Linked DNA regions of Mus musculus: region 1 is linked to region 2. A link is a contact called in public HiChIP or PLAC-seq data. All regions are on one chromosome and are shown on one strand. The core of a region is the stretch at or near the end of the contact, and the rest is flanking DNA. Distances in the headings are between cores, read along the strand shown.

The links. HiChIP or PLAC-seq counts read pairs in DNA pulled down with a chosen protein or histone mark.
Region 1: a contact with region 2 is called in an HNF4G HiChIP or PLAC-seq map of pancreatic cancer cells. The contact joins the enhancer-like site here to the promoter of Fam234b in region 2. A contact is called at or near these places in 2 of 39 promoter capture datasets (the HPC-7 cell line and pre-B cells), 1 of 484 Hi-C or Micro-C datasets (the N1E-115 cell line), 6 of 115 datasets of contacts at active chromatin or transcription factors (the 230-238 cell line, bone marrow-derived macrophages, large pre-B cells and 2 more) and 3 of 9 other capture datasets (adipose tissue, liver and pancreatic islet).

Annotation. Positions count from the first base shown.
Region 1 is chr6:135,321,251-135,325,891 of GRCm38.p6, forward strand. No RefSeq gene overlaps it. Among named protein-coding and RNA genes, the nearest start is that of Gm36582, 4.0 kb to the left of the region's middle. Within about 2 kb of position 2,386, at least 195 of the 459 cell types and tissues checked have an H3K27ac peak or open chromatin away from gene starts, as enhancers often do. A contact at or near this core is called in the 230-238 cell line, the HPC-7 cell line, the N1E-115 cell line and 5 more, where this site is marked.
Region 2 is chr6:135,196,508-135,200,605 of GRCm38.p6, forward strand. It overlaps Fam234b (family with sequence similarity 234, member B), which reads left to right and starts at 1,480. Exons shown (of 13, transcript NM_028982.4): 1 at 1,480-1,594. The coding sequence starts at 1,558. It overlaps Gm36533 (a long non-coding RNA gene), which reads right to left and starts at 1,517. Exons shown (of 2, transcript XR_869506.2): 1 at 1,369-1,517.

The sequences.
Region 1 (4,641 bases), core at 1,136-3,635, 130 kb after region 2:
AGCATAAATAAATATTTTAAATGTTTTATTACAGCCAACTAAAAAAAATTTCAACATTGTTCAACATTTCTGGCTAGATACTTTTTATATCAGGTACCAAGTAGAAGGGTAAGAAATACAAAGACAAAAACAAAGACAAAAAGCGCAAATTCCCTCCTTTCTAAAACCCCTACTATTTCCTTAGGATGGTAAGAGCAGGTGAAGGAGGCAGATGGATAGCAAGCATTCTACGGTCATGATGTAGTACAGTCTTTGAGTTACTTAAAAAAATGTATCTTCCAAAAGTTTCACAAGAGCAATGATTTTATTCACTAGATATCTAAGGTTTCTGGGGTGAAATAATTTGCTCAAACCGTGGATTCAAAGGCCAGCTTTTCAGCTCTGAAGCCCCTTCATTGAGAGAGCCTGCAGATTACATCAGGGAAGATGGGGAGAGGAGAGAAGGCGAAGAGCCGAAGGACCATAGTGTAGATTCACTGTTTGTGATGCACAGGTGGTTGAAGACCGCATTGGCTGAAGAGTCTAGAGGGAGACTTGTGATGAGGGAGGCAGAGGTGGAGAGTTAGGAAAGTCGGAAGCTCAAGCAGAGGCCACTCTTAGCGTCAGAGCTCCTCAGGAGTCCTAGGGTGCAACCCTGGCAAGTCACAGACCTGCTCAGCCAAGCTAACCCTGCTCTCTCCAGCCCCTTCCTATGTCCTGCCCCCTTATGCCCCTATGTCCTGCTCACCAGCTCCAGCCTTATTGAGCACTTCAGGTGTTTTGAGTCTCAGGCAAGCTGACCCTGCTCTCCCCAGCCTCCTCCTATGCCCTCCCAGCTCCAGCCTTATCAGTGAGTCTGGTGTTTTGAGTGCCTATCATCTACATTCCTTTTGACTAAATAGGCTGTGTGTCAGAGATTGTGACAGTGAGCGACTTCTTCCTCCCCTCGGTGACCACTTCCATTCATTCAGCCAATTCCCCACTTGTCAGGGGTTTTGTTTTGTTTTGTTTTTGACTCGGGGTCTTACTCTATAATCCAAGCTACAGTAGAACTCACTGTGCAGCCCATGCTGGGACTGCAGGCATGAGCCACCATTCCTGGCCCATGCTTCCTTTCTCTTAACTGTGTTTTGTCTTCCACATTGCTCACTTCTACTTGTAATTATATATCCATTAGTGTTTCCTTGGGCAAGGTCGGTCTCCTCTAACAGCTGTAAGTTGCGTTGGTGAAGCAAGGTGAGGCTCCATCTGTTTTGCTCTCCCAGTTTGTGGCCCATAGTCTAGCATATATGCACTTTAAACATATTTATTTGATGGAGGATGGCAGAAAGATCAGCCTGAACCAGGGATAATGTTAGTGGGAATAGAATGGAATGGTGATGGTTCTATGTGTCCAGAGACATTTACGGAAGAAGAGCTGACTGAGACTAGACTGTGTGGGGACAGAGGGAAAGATGGAGACAGGGAGGCCATACTGTCACAGAAGCTCCGGAAGAGCTGGCTTCCATGGCATGGAACACCAATACCGCAGAGGAAGAATGCAGAGCACAAGGCAGGCACCACCTTTTTACAATTCTGTGGTGACCTTTGTTTGCAGTGAAGCCTCCACAGAGCATGACCTGTGACTGCTGGCCCAAGGGCGTGGCGTGGCAGGACAATAGCACTGTTATTGTGAGCAGAGTGAGTAACAGAAAGGCCGTCCAGGAAGATTTTCAAGATTGTTAGAGGGTAGCAGAAGTCTAGTAGGAGGAGAAATGAAATGAGCTATGGGTGGAGGTCAGGAGACGGGGTGGGGCCTGGTGAGGGAGGCGGGCTTAGGAGGGAGGAGAAAGGTGTCAGGAGTCCAGGAAGGAAGATGCTCACTGTCCTGTTAGAGAAGATGAAGGCTTTGGAGGCGGAGAATGTGAGGTTTCAGTGCTGGCGAGCAGCTGGTCATTTCTTGAAAATTCTGCCGATACCCTGAAGTGGAGTGGGAGAGGAGCTGGGAGAAAGGGCAGGAACAGGCACAGGCTCTTCAGTATGCCCTCCCTTTGCACAAGCGCAAGCTGGGAACAGGAAAGAGTGGGCCAGAACAGGAGCAACATAGCCTCTTTAAACTACCACAGAAGCCTGAGAACCAGGAATGGACAGGGAACATTCCAGGATTGTGCACACAGCTGGCCCTAGCTATTGCCTGCCCCAGTGGTGCCCCCTCTTAGGGCTGTGGGAAGAGGCGCTTTCCTGTGTACACAGGTGGGGCAGACTACAGTTCCAACTTCCAGCCCCGCCTCCGGCCCCGCCTGGCTGCTGGCAGACTTCCTCTTGGGCTGAGAACTCTGCTGCCCGGTCCGGTCCGCCGCCCGAGCATCCCTCACGCTTACTCCCACAGCAATGTCATAAGGGCTTCCCCCGAATATGATCTCATTCATTCTCAGGGCACTGTGGAAATGCTGACTTCCCTTTGAAGCTGCCAGTCAATTAATGCCTTGGGTGAGACCATCTGCAACCAAGTCACCCTTAGGTCTTTGGTTTGAAAGCCAGATTCTTGCATGCATGTCACACTGTCTGCAGCAGGCTGTTCTGCTCTGGTGATGGTGCGGTGGCTCGACCCGATAGATGCACTCTGGCAATAAAGCACTGAACTGTGCGGCTGGATGAGAATGGAAAAATGGTTGCATGGCAGAACCAGATGGCAGGGAGCCATTGTTTGCCATCGGCTAGAGCTTGCCAGCTGGAGCCACTTCCTGTGCCCTCAATGAGTCAGGAAGCCAAATCTATTTTTTTTTAAACTTGTGGTTTTCAAACATAAATTTAAAAAAATTTTAAAAAATTAGTATGTATTAATTGGGTTTTCATTATCAATCACACTTCCGCTGGGAGAATAGATGATGTCTGTAAACCACAAATCCCATGGAGATAAAAAACAGAACAGGCATTGTATGCATGTCAGTGGTGTGTGTGTGTGTGTGTGTGTGTGTGTGTGTGTGTGTGTGTGTGTGTGTGTGTGTTAGGAGTTAGGGCAGAGACAGGAAGGAGAAATGTCTAAAATTATATTTGCCCAAGTTGAGCAAACCTATGTCTTACATCAAGAGGGGAAACAGCTTGCTTCCTCCTGATTCACTGGGGATGCTGGTGGGTCCACCCCAAGGTAAAGTGCTCTCACGATGGTCAGGCCACCTCATCTCCTGGGCTTAGCTTTCCTTTCTTCAAAAAAGATTTGATGGCTTGTACCAGATGCTCTGAGCTTGCACCCGATGCTCTGAAGTTCTGACTGCTTTGACTCATCTGTGACTCCATCCCGTTTTTTTAAGCACTCCCCCCCTACTTTTTGAGATTATAACATATCTTTCCTTCCCTTTCCTCCCTCCAAGAGTACATTATTCTTAAAAACCAGAAACTGCTGAATTGGGAAGAGACGTTTCTGCCTGGAAACCTCTCCTTCAAGGAATGGGAGGTCTGTGAAAGATAGTCATTTTCTTGAGGGTAGATTATGTTCTGTGGTATTTAACTAGCCAACTCTCATCTAACTAGCTGATTAACTAAATAACCAACCAGTGGACTAACTAGCCTGATAACTGACTAACTAGAACCTGAATACAGCCAGGGAATTAGCAAAGAGCAGCTATGAATACCATCCTCCATTGGACCATGAGAATGGGAAGTCCTGTGGAACCACAGCTTCTGGCAGATGCCAGCTAGAAACCACGGTCACTTCTGTGGCCGTCTGAAATGCTCAGAAATGATTTGCATGCATGCGTTTTCTCTAATCTTGGACGGCTGGACAGCGGCCCTGAGGAGCTCTGTGACACGCACCTGTGCCTTCTGAGCACTTCTCTGTTCACAGGACAGTTTCACGGGACCCTGCCAAGTGTGGAGAGAGGCCCCGTGTGCACTTTCAGTCACATGACTCATGACTCAGGTGCCTTCTGGTTCTTGCTTGTCACCTAGTATGGGAACCTGGGAGGAAAGGTGAGATCTGACTGGGCAGAGGTTCTCTGGGAGGGTCCAGGGTTGGGCAATGGCTTGTTGTTCTACAGGCTGCCCTGACCCTTTGCATGCGAATGTAATAAAGTTATCACACAGGCACAGAATTGCTGCCCTCAGATCATTCAGAGCCACACCAAAATCAGGGGTCGGAAGTGGGGGCTGGGGCGGGAATCTACTTGAATGAAGTAGGTTGGTGACTGACTTCCTCAGCAGGGAAGACATTTCTCTAGCTGTCTAACCTGAATCTACCCTGTTTGCACAGTTAGCCTGTTTGCTCTTGCTCTTCTGCTAGCCAGCGAGGAAAATTCACTCCCCAGCAGGAATGATGTCTAAGTAACGTGTGGAGAAAATGCAAACTCTGCCAATGTACAGCCGCCTGCACTTTCAAACGGGATTGCTGAAGTCCCGTTCTTTAATATTTAATTTTTAAATGGCTTGTTTTTATCATCTTAAGATTATGAGTACATGTGTCTGTCCATGTGAAGGTATGTGTACACGACTACAGGCACCCTTCCGGGTCAGGAAAGGCCATTCGACCCCTTGGAACTGGAGGTAGAGGTAGTCCTGAGCCGCCATGCGGGTGCCAGGAACCAAACCCTTTTGAAAGAGCAGTAAGTGCTTTTGAAAGGCGAGCCATCTCTCCAGCCCCATGTCCTTCCTTGGAGAACCTCACCACTGATCTGCTCCTCTGCACAG
Region 2 (4,098 bases), core at 230-2,729:
GCCATCTCTCTAGCCCCCAAATTTACAATTTTATTACTTAGTAAATTAAAAATCAAAACATTAATTAGCCATGTGCTATGGTACATGTCTATAATCTCAGAACTGGGGAGACAGAGGCAGGCAGATAGACCTCTGGAAGTTCCAGGACAGCCTGGTTTACATAGTGTGACTCTGTCTCAAATAACAGCAATAAGACATCAACCAGAAGGACACTAGGTTACTGACGAAACATTAGTTGTTGGTGCTAAGTGTTTTGCACGTTTATATTCGACTCTCAGAACAACTCTTGTGGAACAGAAACGGTTTATCAGCATTAAGCAGACGGTGGGGAGACATGACTAGATAACTGAGACACTCCGGGGTCAAGCTAATGCTCTCAGTATTAGCTCCATCTCTTGGTGCCTGTGAGTGAGAAACCAGTCAGCTCCTGTTTGCTGGACCTCGCAAGCCAGGGCAGCAGCAGGTAGAGTGTAAATACTTCCCTGGAAAGAGCTGAGATCAGGAAACCCAGGTCTGTGCCACAGCATACCTCAGACTGCACTTAGGACAGGGAAAAGAGTCACAGGAGCTGTGTGCTTTAAAAGGATGGTGTCGCTTAATTCTCTAAGCAACAAGGCGATAGCATCATTTTCATTTCAAGAGAGCCAGCCAGGTGTGGTGTTGTGTGTCTGTAATTCCAGCACTTACACAGTGAAGGCCGGGGTGGGGGTGGGGGGTTAGGAACTCCAGGCCAGTTTCAACTACATAGCCAATTCAATGCCAGTCTATACTACATGATCTCAATATATAAATAAATAAACAAATAAACCAATAAATGAGTAAACAAACTAATGAATACATCTCTCTCTCTCTCTCTCTCTCTCTCTCTCTCTCTCTCTCTCTGTGTGTGTGTGTGTGTGTGTGTGTGTGTGTGTGTGTGTGTGTGTAAACAGGGTCTCACTATGTAGTCCTGGCTGGCTTGTAACTCTATGTAGACCAGGTTGGCCTCAAACTCAGAGAGGCAAGCTCAACCACACTGAGCCATAGATAAGTAAGTGAAACAAGCAAACAAACAAATCTGGTGCTTGGAAGTGGAAGCAGAAGGATCAGGAGTTCAAGGTCACCCTCACCTACAAAGCCAGTTTCCATTGAGACTCCTGGCTCCAAAACAGATGGACAGACTGACTGACAGACAGGACAGACAAACAAACAAAGCCGAGTCTCAGTGACTTGCCAAGATGGCTCAGGTAGTAAATTGCGCACGCAGGCTTCAAATTCAGTTTGTCAATTCCAAACCCACGCGAACTTCACAGCCCGCGCCTTCTTAAGTATCTACAACCTCATTCTAGGTTCTTCATACACAGGTTGGGGAGAGATGACTTTCCTTACCGGCTGCTGAGGCGCAAGCGACTCAACCTTGGCTCCGCGCCGCACCAGTGACCTGCGACAGTGGGCGCCTCCTCCTAGCTGGGCTCCCGGCAGGTCACACCTTTCCCGCCCGCAGCCCCACGCGCGGTTCGCAGCGAACTACACTTCCCGGCAGGACGCGGCGCGCGCACGCGCACGGGGGCCTCCGCCATGGCGACAGTGCTGTCCAGGGCTCTCAAGCTCCCGGGTAAGGAGTCTGCAGCCCCGCGACCACGCTGTGGAGACCTGGCCTGGGGAGATGAGCGAGGCGAGGCGTGGCGCGGCGGGGCCTGGCTGTTATCTGGGAGGGCTGCAGCGTCCGGGGTAGAGGAAGGGGGCTCCCGGGTGTGAGTCGGGGACCGGGGACGCTCGGGGACACTTGGGGACTCTCGGGGACTCCCGGGGCAGACATTGCTGGAGGTGCGCGGGGCCGGGTCGAAAGTGGAGGGACGAGACGGTTACTGTCAGGTCAGAGCGCATGTCGTCGCAGTCTCCAAGGGAAGGCCAGACATTGGAGCATCCTTCCCTGAGCGCCGGGACTAGCTGCTGCTATCTGGGGCTGGACCAGAGGGGGAGCCGGGGGCTGCAGGACTGTAAGTGAGTGGCCTGGGCAGAACAGCATCCACTTACTGACAGCAGCTTTGCCGCTGTGAGCTAGCCCAGACAGGTGTTCTCCTTCCTCCTGTGTGCAGGAGGAAAGAAGAAAGATTAGGAAAATGGCTAATTGAATCACACGGGATCACACAGCAGGACACTGTGCTGTTTGAATTGCACTGTTTTAACCAAAGTGTATTTATTCTGTCGTTGGCAAAATTTAAACATTTAGGGCTTTCGAAAAATCTGTGGCTCCACTTAAAAAAATTAAACACTAAGTTATAAGCATTTATTGGCTGATCACATAAGACAGGAAGCAGTTATTTTCTCTGCCACGTTAGAAAGGGTCGCTCTGATAGTAAGCCTGAGGCCCTAGGAGGGTTGCAGGGACCTTGTTCTCAAAGAGTTTCTAGTCTGCTACCTTGAAACCGGCCTTGTATTTTAGATAACAAGAGACTCCATGTCTTTAGATCTTTCTCCCCTTTGCTGGCTGCTTGGAACTCTGGAAAGAACAGTGATACGATCTGTCTTGGAGTGTACACAATACTGAAATTAAGAGAGAGGCTTGCTTTCTCTGCAGGATACATTGACTTTGACGAAAGTACCCTGGGTTTTGAATGCTATCTTGTCAAAGGCATTTTCAGCCCTTTTTGTTTGTTTGTTTGTTTGTTTTTAGAGTTCTTGTTTTAGTTCAGCATAGATGATTGCTACTCTCTGAGAATAAAACAGAAAGGGAATGTACCTCGGGGTACAGGCTTACTTAGCACCCACAGAGCCAAGTCCCCCCCCCCCCAAAGCACTGAAAAAAAGAGGTAGTTATAGTCAAGTGGAGGTGGAACAAGAGATAATACCGGGCGAATATGAGAAAAACACAATCCTTTTGTATACTCTTCAAAATAATCATTAAAAAAAAAATAATGGGAGAATAGCTTGCCTGAGCTCTTTTGTGTCTTCACTCTGAGAATGTGCTGCGCACAGAATACTCCTTGGTGTGTTGGCTTACAGTTATCTCATCAGCTGACAGCCTGGGGTGATGGATTCTTGTGTTTGGAAGGCAGTTTGGCCCTAAGGGATGAGCTATGATCAATACTAAGGCCTACATACAGTATCTATATTTCCTGTAAGTGATGTGGATTTTCTTCTTTCTTTTGGCTTGTTTTTCTCCTGGTCTCTCCTTGGCCCTTTCCCTTCACTACCCAAAATATGGTTTGTGGCTTTTCATTAGGTAGAAGTTGCTTTCTCAAAGCTGCTTTTGGATACCGCGTGTAATTGGGAAGATGAGACTGTAGTCCCGGCTGTGTTATCTTAGTTAACTCTCTTACTACTTTCCTGTGTGAAGGGAGCAAAGGGAACGGTGGCTGAGAGCAGGAGAGGGGCTCTGGATTTGACTGGATCCGTTTTGATTTGACTTCTGTGCTGAGGAGCCCCTCCAGGGCTTTGCATTGCTGGGCATGCAAGCGACCAGCTGAGTGGCATCCCCAGCCATGCCCCAGACTAAATGCTTTCTTCACTTGCTTAGCTGCTTTATCTCTTTAAGCGTTCATTTCCTCATCTGCCATAGTAGTGTTGTTCTAGAACATTCTCTACGCGCCATACACTGCTTGGCATATTTATCTCACAGGGTTATTTGGAGTGGTACAAGAGATGGTCGTCCTTTGGAATTTAATTAGCTTCTGACACATTAGCTACAGTTTTGGTCGTTAGTAGCGCATGGGGGTGGCATACGACCGAAGGGTCCATCCAGCAGATCCAGGGACAAAGCTCTGCTGGGGATGCGTTTCATAATCTAAAACCTGTTCACTGAGCTCAGGTTGGAAAGGTGTTTGGCTCCCAGGCCTGGCACGAGGTTAATAAGTAACAGAGGGACAATGTGGCATTTATAAAGCTGGTAGGGCAGCTTATCTCTCAGGTATATGTTTTCTTAGTTTTAAAGTTTGAAGGTCAAACACTGAAGGGACTGTTAAAGCACAATGTTATTGTTGTGGTTTGTTTTATGGCATGTGACTTAGAGAGTCTGTGCCCCTAGATAAACTAACCTAGATTGGGGGGTTATTTGTTTTAGTATAGGTACATATCCCATCGCACGTGTAGGTTACCGTATATGCTGTGGTGCCGGGT